2 separate regions of the Oryctolagus cuniculus genome follow, and region 2 is linked to region 1. Evidence: chromatin contacts called from public Micro-C data. All regions are on one chromosome and are shown on one strand. Each heading gives the region's core, a stretch centred on a gene start, on an enhancer-like site or on the middle of the called end of the contact. The rest is flanking DNA. Distances are from core to core; before and after follow the strand shown. Region 1 holds the start of QKI (QKI, KH domain containing RNA binding). Region 2 overlaps PACRG (parkin coregulated).

Region 1 (3,187 bases), core at 135-2,634:
ATTCCCGGACTTTGCGCGGGTCCCACGGGCTCCGCGGGGCGGCCGAGCCCCTCGGCGCGCCGCACGGCCGGCCGGCGGCCACCTGCTCGCCGAGCTCCGGGCCCCGCAAACTTTTGCCCGGCTGCTCCCCGGCCCTGCGCGGCGCCCCGACTCCCCGGCCGAGGCGGCGCGGGCGGCCGGGCCCGGCTCGGGACTCCGCTCCCATCTGTCATCGCGGGACTTGGCGCTCCACCCCCCAAAAGTGTAGTCGAACTCCCTAACAGTTCTCGCTTCCCCCAAACAAAAGGACGGGAGCGCTCCCGCTGTCATTCGGGCCGCTGCCCCCCCCGTACTCACACGGCCACCCAAACTCCAGACGCACGGGGACCCCGCGCGGCCCGCCCGTCCGCGGAGCCCACCCAAGCCTCCCGAGGCCGGGGTGCGCCCCGCGGGCGGGCACGGGGAGACGCGAGGCCGAGCGGGCGGGCCAGGGACACGCGAGCCCGCCCGGCTGGCGGCGCGGCCCGGGCTGGCTCTCGGGGAGGGTCGGGGAGGCCCCCGGGCCTGCGCAGCCCCACTCCGCTTTTCGGAAACGGGACCCCCAAAGCCACAGGAGCCTCTCCCAGCGCTCCACCGCGCGCGCCGCCGGCAGCGGGGTGGGGGAGAGGAGTCCCGGCCCAGCGGGGGGCGTCCTGCCCGGCGGGTGCGCCCGGCCCCGGCCCGCCCGCCGCGAGCCCGGCCCGGCCCGGTCCTCCTTTGTGCGCCTTCCCCGGCTTCCCGTCCCCCGGGCGCGCGGTCCCGCCCGGCCGTGACCTTCCCGCCCTCGCCACCATCCCGAGCCGGGAAGAGGGGTCGCCCGGCGGGGCCGGGGCCGGGGCCGGGGCGGCGGCTCACCTTCGTCCAGCAGCCGCTCGAGGTGGTTGAAGATCCCGCAGAAGTTGGGCAGGCTGCTCATGAGCTTCTTGTCGTTCATCAGCTGCATCAGGTAATCTGGGGTGGGCTTCGGCTTCTCCTTCGTTTCCATTTCCCCAACCATATTCCAGGCTCCGCAGCTCACTCCGCCCGCCGCCGCCGCCGCCGCCGCCGCCGCCGGAGAGGAGGGAGGGGCGGGGGCGAGCCCCGGCCGCCGGCCGCTCGGGACTCGGCGTCCCGCTCCGCGCCGGCTCCCGCTCTGGCTCCCGCGCCGAGCCCCGGGGCGGCCGGCTCCGCGCGCCCGCCCGCCCCCCGCAGGCACTTTCCGCCCGGGCCCGACGCGCTCCCGGCCGCCGCCCGGCTCGGCGCGTCCCTCCCGAGGCCGGCGGGCGGGAGGCGGGTCTCGGCGGGCCGAGTGCGGCCGCGGAGGAGCCGGGCCGCCGCCGCCGCCGCCGCTCGCTCGCTCGCTCGCTCGTCCGCGGGGCCGGTCGCGCCCGCTCAGCGCCGCCGCCGCTGTGCCGCGGGCTCGGGGGCTCTCTGGGCTGGTCCCCGCCGAGGCGCCTCTGCCGCTGCCGCCGCGCTCTGACTGCGCTCCTCCTCTTCCTCCTCCTCCTCCTTCTCCTCCTCCTCCTCCTCACTCACTTGGCGGCGGAGTTCGCCTCAGTTCAGGCGGCGCTGCCGGCGGCGGCGGCGGCGGCGGCGGGGGGAGGGGCGGCGGCGCGGGGAGGGCCGGGGGCGGGCGGCGGGCGGGGCCGCGCAGGGCGGCCGTTAGCGGGGCCCGGCCGGCGCGCTCCCGCCTCCCGCCGCCGCCGCCGCCGCCGCCCCTCGGCCCGGGCCGCGGCCGTGCTGCCGCCCTCTCGCGTCCCTCGGCGGGACGGGGCCCGAGGGGCCGCGCGCGGGCCTGGACGCCGGGACGGGGTGGCCGCCCGGTGCGGGCGCGACCACGGGAGGGGCGGGTGCGGGGCTGCCGGGTGGGAGGGGCCGGGTGGCGGGATCCGCGGCCGCCGCTGCGGGCCCGGGCGCGGCCGGCGAGAGGAATCCCGGCGGGACGCGCCACGACGCGCCGGGGCCGCCCGTTACTGTAGTTTTTTCAAACCAGTCTCTGAGCCTCCCCCAGCCGCCACCCCCACCCCCCCCCCAGAAGAGAAATCTTTCTAACGTCCTGTTGCTTCACGGGGGACTTTGGGGTGGGCGTCACGTGGCCCGACACGTAGCTGTGAGGCTGCAGCGCGCGTGCGCGCGTCGAGCCCGGCGTCCACGCCCCTCCCGGGGGTCGCTCCGCCCCCGCCGAGCTCGGCGGGCGCGCGGCGGGGGAGGGGAGGCCCGGAGCGCGCCTGCGTGGGGGCGGGGCCGGGCGCGGGGTCTCCGGGCGTGCGGGGGGCGTCCCGGTGCCCCACCGGCGGCCGTCGGGCGCGCGCGGGCCGCGGTCTGAGCGCCGCCGAGACCCTCGGGTCTCTGGTGGGAACGCAGCCGGGAACGTCCCAGCCCCCGGTGCCGCGCTGCCCCGGCCTCAGCCGCCGGCGGAGCCACGCGTGACCACTGCCGTCGTCGGCTTCGTCCTCTGCGCCCCTCGCGATTTGCTGGGACGGAACCCCGAGAATGCGCGGGGCCCGGGGAGCGGCGCCGGGGGCCTGGGCCGGGGGCGGCGGTCCCGACGGGTCGGTGATGTCCGGCCGCTCGGAGCCCGTCAGCGGGGCTCGTCCGGGGCGGCCGCCGCGGAGTCCGGGGGCGCCCGGTTCGGCCGCTGAGCCTGCGGACCGTGTCCGCTCAGCTCGCGGTGCAGACCCGGCTTGGCGGCTGGGAGAGCCCCGCGGAGCTCGCCGCGTCTGAACCCCGAACGCGGGGTTCTCACCCTCCAATCTGGCCTTACCCAAATCCTGAGGGGCGCTTGCAGGTCCGGTCTGCATGTAAGGCGTTGAGCGAATGTCGGTGGCCAGGCGCTTTTAGCGTCCCCGTTTAAAGAACACAGTTTGTTTTGAAATTAATTTGATAGAGGAAATTGACTTGGTAGACGCATTAAGATCATTTAACTCGAGTATTTTAAATTCCCCAACAGCCACAGCCGTTTAAAGAGCCTCAGAATATTCGCCTAATTATCTGTTTAATTGATGAGTTTGTATAAATGCGGGGATTAGTGAATTTGATCACAAAGCTGTTGTCTCTAACGACCATCACGGACGCTGCTGGAGCTTTCAAAGGTTTGGACGCTGATTTGCTCATTTGATCTCTGAAATGAAAGATGTGAGTCTCCCCTCCTCAGCTGGCTTAGGTAGCTAGCGCTGGGGTCCTGTGGTGG
Region 2 (3,559 bases), core at 308-2,807, 220 kb after region 1:
TCATCCCCAGCAGGAATCGTCCCAGGTCATCTGATCAAGAGTCACTAGCATTACTTGAGTGCTGTATTTCTGAATGTCGCTGTGAAGCGCACCAGGAACACTGAGTTCCGCCAGCCACTCGGTGACCCCCGAGCGCCGGAGACGCTGCGCTGCGTGGTGCCTGCTCTGTGGGTGCGTGTGGCAGATGGTGAAGCAGGGCCTTGCTCATACAGCACCCACCCCAGGGAGCCCGGGGAGGCGACCTACCCTGGCGATATAAAAACTTTCCCTAATGAGTCTAGCAGTAAAGTTTCAGTTTGGCTGCCTATACCCAAAAGCTCCATGTATACTGACTCAGGCAAGACAGATGTTTAATCTCTCTCTTGTCCAAAGAGGCTGGAAGGAAGCAGGCTGGCTGAGGCATCTCTCAGCAGTAAACAGGAGAGCTGGACATCCCCCTCCTTTTGTACTGAGACTTCCTGGATGTGCCTTCTATCTCAAGATGTCTTCACAGCAAGAGGCAGCTGCAGGAGGCCCAGCCTTCTCATCAGAGCTCCAGACTGCAGGACAAGCCATCTTCCTTCCCAGTGGCCGTAATTTTACAGCATGCCTGCGGCTGCACGGCTCCTGCAATGGGGACTGACAGCCTTGTCTCGCTGCCTAGGGCGGCGTCTTGACAACACAGGGGGCTCACTCACCCTGGAATGAGGCGAGAACTGGTGCTTTCCTGTCCCTACCTCAGTGGACACTTCAACAAGGGGTGGTGGCTAGGGGCAGGGGAGCCTCTCACAACCCTCTCACAACCACGCTGTGCTCACCTGTCCTCTTGTGTCTCCTGGCCCAACCCCTCCATCTCCCTTCTGACTCTGTCTCTTCTGGAACCCTGTGATGCCAGCGCTCCCTGCTCTGTCTCCAAACTCCAGTCCGTGACCATGCGTGTGGCTCTACCAAGTCTCAAGTGGTGAACGAGGGAGCAGATTTGTGCCTTTGGTGAACAAATGGTTTGCCTGGGAAGAGGTGCTGTGTGCCTGGTGAGTGGTGGGTGCTGTGGGAAGCCCACCGTGGGGCCCTGGAAGCACTCAGAGAGCAAGCTCAGATGGAGAGGCATGGCTGAATCTCACCCACAAGCAGTCCCCCTTCTAGTTTCTTCCTTCCCTCACCATGGTTTCCTGAAGGCAGAGTTTCTAACGCACTACTCTCGGACCTGTCCCTAAGTCCCCCCTGAAAGGTTTCTGTCTCCCAGATTCCTAGGACTCCCTCAGGGAGGCACAAGCTGTCCAGGTCACCAAGGCCAGCAGCCTCCCGCAGAGTGGCCTTTTGTTAGCTTTCCTCTCTGTGGCTTCCTGCGCTGTCACTCAGACCCTGGTCCCCAGGGCCGCGTCCTGTGGCTTTCTCCTTCTGTAGGCATCTTCTGGGTCTCTCCTTTCAGCTGTGACACCCAAGTCACCCTCGGGCTCGTCCTGTGCCTCCGGTCACCTCTCCAGTGCACGGAGATGTCCACAGCAGAGACCTGTTTACAGCTCTTTCCTTCTTGGTCTAAAGGACTTGGGCAATGTCCCTGAGGTCGCCGTTTTCCACTTTGAGCCTTCCCTTGCCCTCACTCCCAGACATCTGCTAAGGGAAGGCTCAGACCTGGGAGTCTGACTCTGCTGGGATTCCTGGGTGGGTCTTCTATGCTTTCACCTGCCCCAGTTCAATCTCCAGTCCCTCCTCCTGGACACGACCACAGCCTTGGGCTGGCTCCCCAGCTCCCACTGGAATCCCTAAACTCTGTCGCACAAGCAGCTGCACCTCGCCCCTCCTGAAATCACCGTGGTGACATCACTCACCCAACTGCCAATGTCCACTGCCAGCTCTGGTCACTTTGAAAGCCCTCTGTCACTCCTCTGCTTTCTTTCCGGTCTTATCCACGTTAACTCAGGCTGTGGATGTGTTGCTTAGGTTCCAAGCCTTCACTCTCACTGGTTCCTCAGCCTAGACTCTTCCTCCCCTCTGCCCAGCTTCTGAAATCTGGGTGAAATGTTCACTAAGCCTTGGCTCTAAACCAGGCTCCAAGAGCGCATCCGAGGACCACACCCATAGCCCCTGAACTTGACTGCGGCTGCTTTAAGAGAACAGGACTTTTTCTGAGTTCCACTCTTCCTTCTCTTCTTTCACTCCCTCCCTGCCCCCGTCTTCCTTTTCTTTTTTCCCTTCCTTCTCATTCCCTTTCCATTCCCGTCTCTGTGCATGGTGCCTTTCAAGCTGATGGTGTTCAGTAGACACTGAGTACATGAGTCACCACATGCTAATGAGAAACGAGTGAAGGGCAGCACTGGGCTGTTCACTGCCTCCTGCCTAGTTGTGACTTCCTTCGCTCTCCACTAATGGGACAAAGTGTCTCTCCTTAATTAACGGGAAGCCAGAGATTGTGCAATTTTCGTCGAGGCAGCTGCAGGCAGAAGAGAACCAGCAGTGTCTGCATGATTGTTCTGCTGACCCTTTGGGGCCAACAACATCCTGGCCTCCCGGAGAAAGGAAGGAGCCGTCCAAATGAAGAAGTGAGACTCTCTGGCAGACTGGTGAGGGTGGCCCCCAAAGTGGGCGACGCAGAAGATGGGGCCACTCCCATTTTACAGTCGCTCTGAGCTGAGCTGCTTGTGTTCTGTTCTGTTGCCTGAATGAAGCTATTTTGACTTGGAAGCCCAGATCTCTAGGGATTAGGTAAGGGCTCAGAAATAAACAGAACGGACTTTTCACCAGGGCTATGTACCAGAGAGCCGAAACACAAACAGGGCTTTCAATCAGGAGTATTTCTAGCATTGGGGATTGGAAATCCTACACTGAAAGAGCCCATTTATCTTCTGATCCACTATGACCCAGAAGCAAAGTACTGGATTATAAACGAAACACGCTGGGACCCCCAGTGGAGCGCTTCCGGGGAGGTAGAGACGCTCCTTACCCGTGGTGGGTGTCGCTCGGCCCCATCTGGCCTAGTGCTCCTCTGTTTCATAGAATAATGGGTCGCACTCAACTGCAGCTCACGGCCCCAGGACGCAGGTCCTTTCTCTGTGCACACGTACACTCCTAGCAGTGGCACCTCTGATTTCCCAACACCTGCAGCTTTCTTGTAACCCTCAGGCCACCAGAGAACCCCACTGAGGTTCCCCAAAGTCCCTCTCACCGCCGTCCCTCACGAGTGGTAACGTCAAGGGTGGTTGTTGGGAGAGTGGGTGTTCTTCAACCCTCTCCAGCCTTTGTAGGCTCCTCTCCTGCCAGCCCAACCCAAAACCAAAAACCAAAAACCGAAAACCATCCACATCCTCTAAGTAAAAACTACATCGATCTGAAAACAGCTCCAGGAGTGTCTCTTTGGCCCTGTCCACCCAGGGAGGTCTGCGAGCTGACTCTGTTCCCCAGGCTTTAAAATCGACTCTCCTTCCCCTCAGCCAAACCCAGTCATCTGAAAAGGGCAGATCTCAGCCAGGCAGAAAATACCAGGCTGGTGCCCTTTCTTCCTGTCAAGCAGACACCAGCACCCACTCCCGAGCAGCACAGAACTCTGGGCTAGGTAATAAGAGGAGAGACTTGGAAAAGTTCA

Evidence for each region. Hi-C and Micro-C count contacts between places; a contact is called where the count stands out from the background.
Region 2: a contact with region 1 is called in a Micro-C map of ear pinna, with 2.8 times the contacts expected there. The contact joins the enhancer-like site here to the promoter of QKI in region 1. A contact is called at or near these places in 2 of 6 Hi-C or Micro-C datasets (ear pinna and psoas muscle).

The regions. Positions count from the first base shown.
Region 1 is chr5:5,327,611-5,330,797 of mOryCun1.1, forward strand. QKI (QKI, KH domain containing RNA binding) reads right to left here and starts at 1,385. Exons shown (of 8, transcript XR_011388429.1): 1 at 874-1,385.
Region 2 is chr5:5,544,189-5,547,747 of mOryCun1.1, forward strand. All of the region lies in intron 3 of PACRG (parkin coregulated), which reads right to left. Among named protein-coding and RNA genes, the nearest start is that of QKI, 220 kb to the left of the region's middle. Within about 2 kb of position 1,558, at least 2 of the 8 cell types and tissues checked have an H3K27ac peak or open chromatin away from gene starts, as enhancers often do. A contact at or near this core is called in ear pinna, where this site is marked.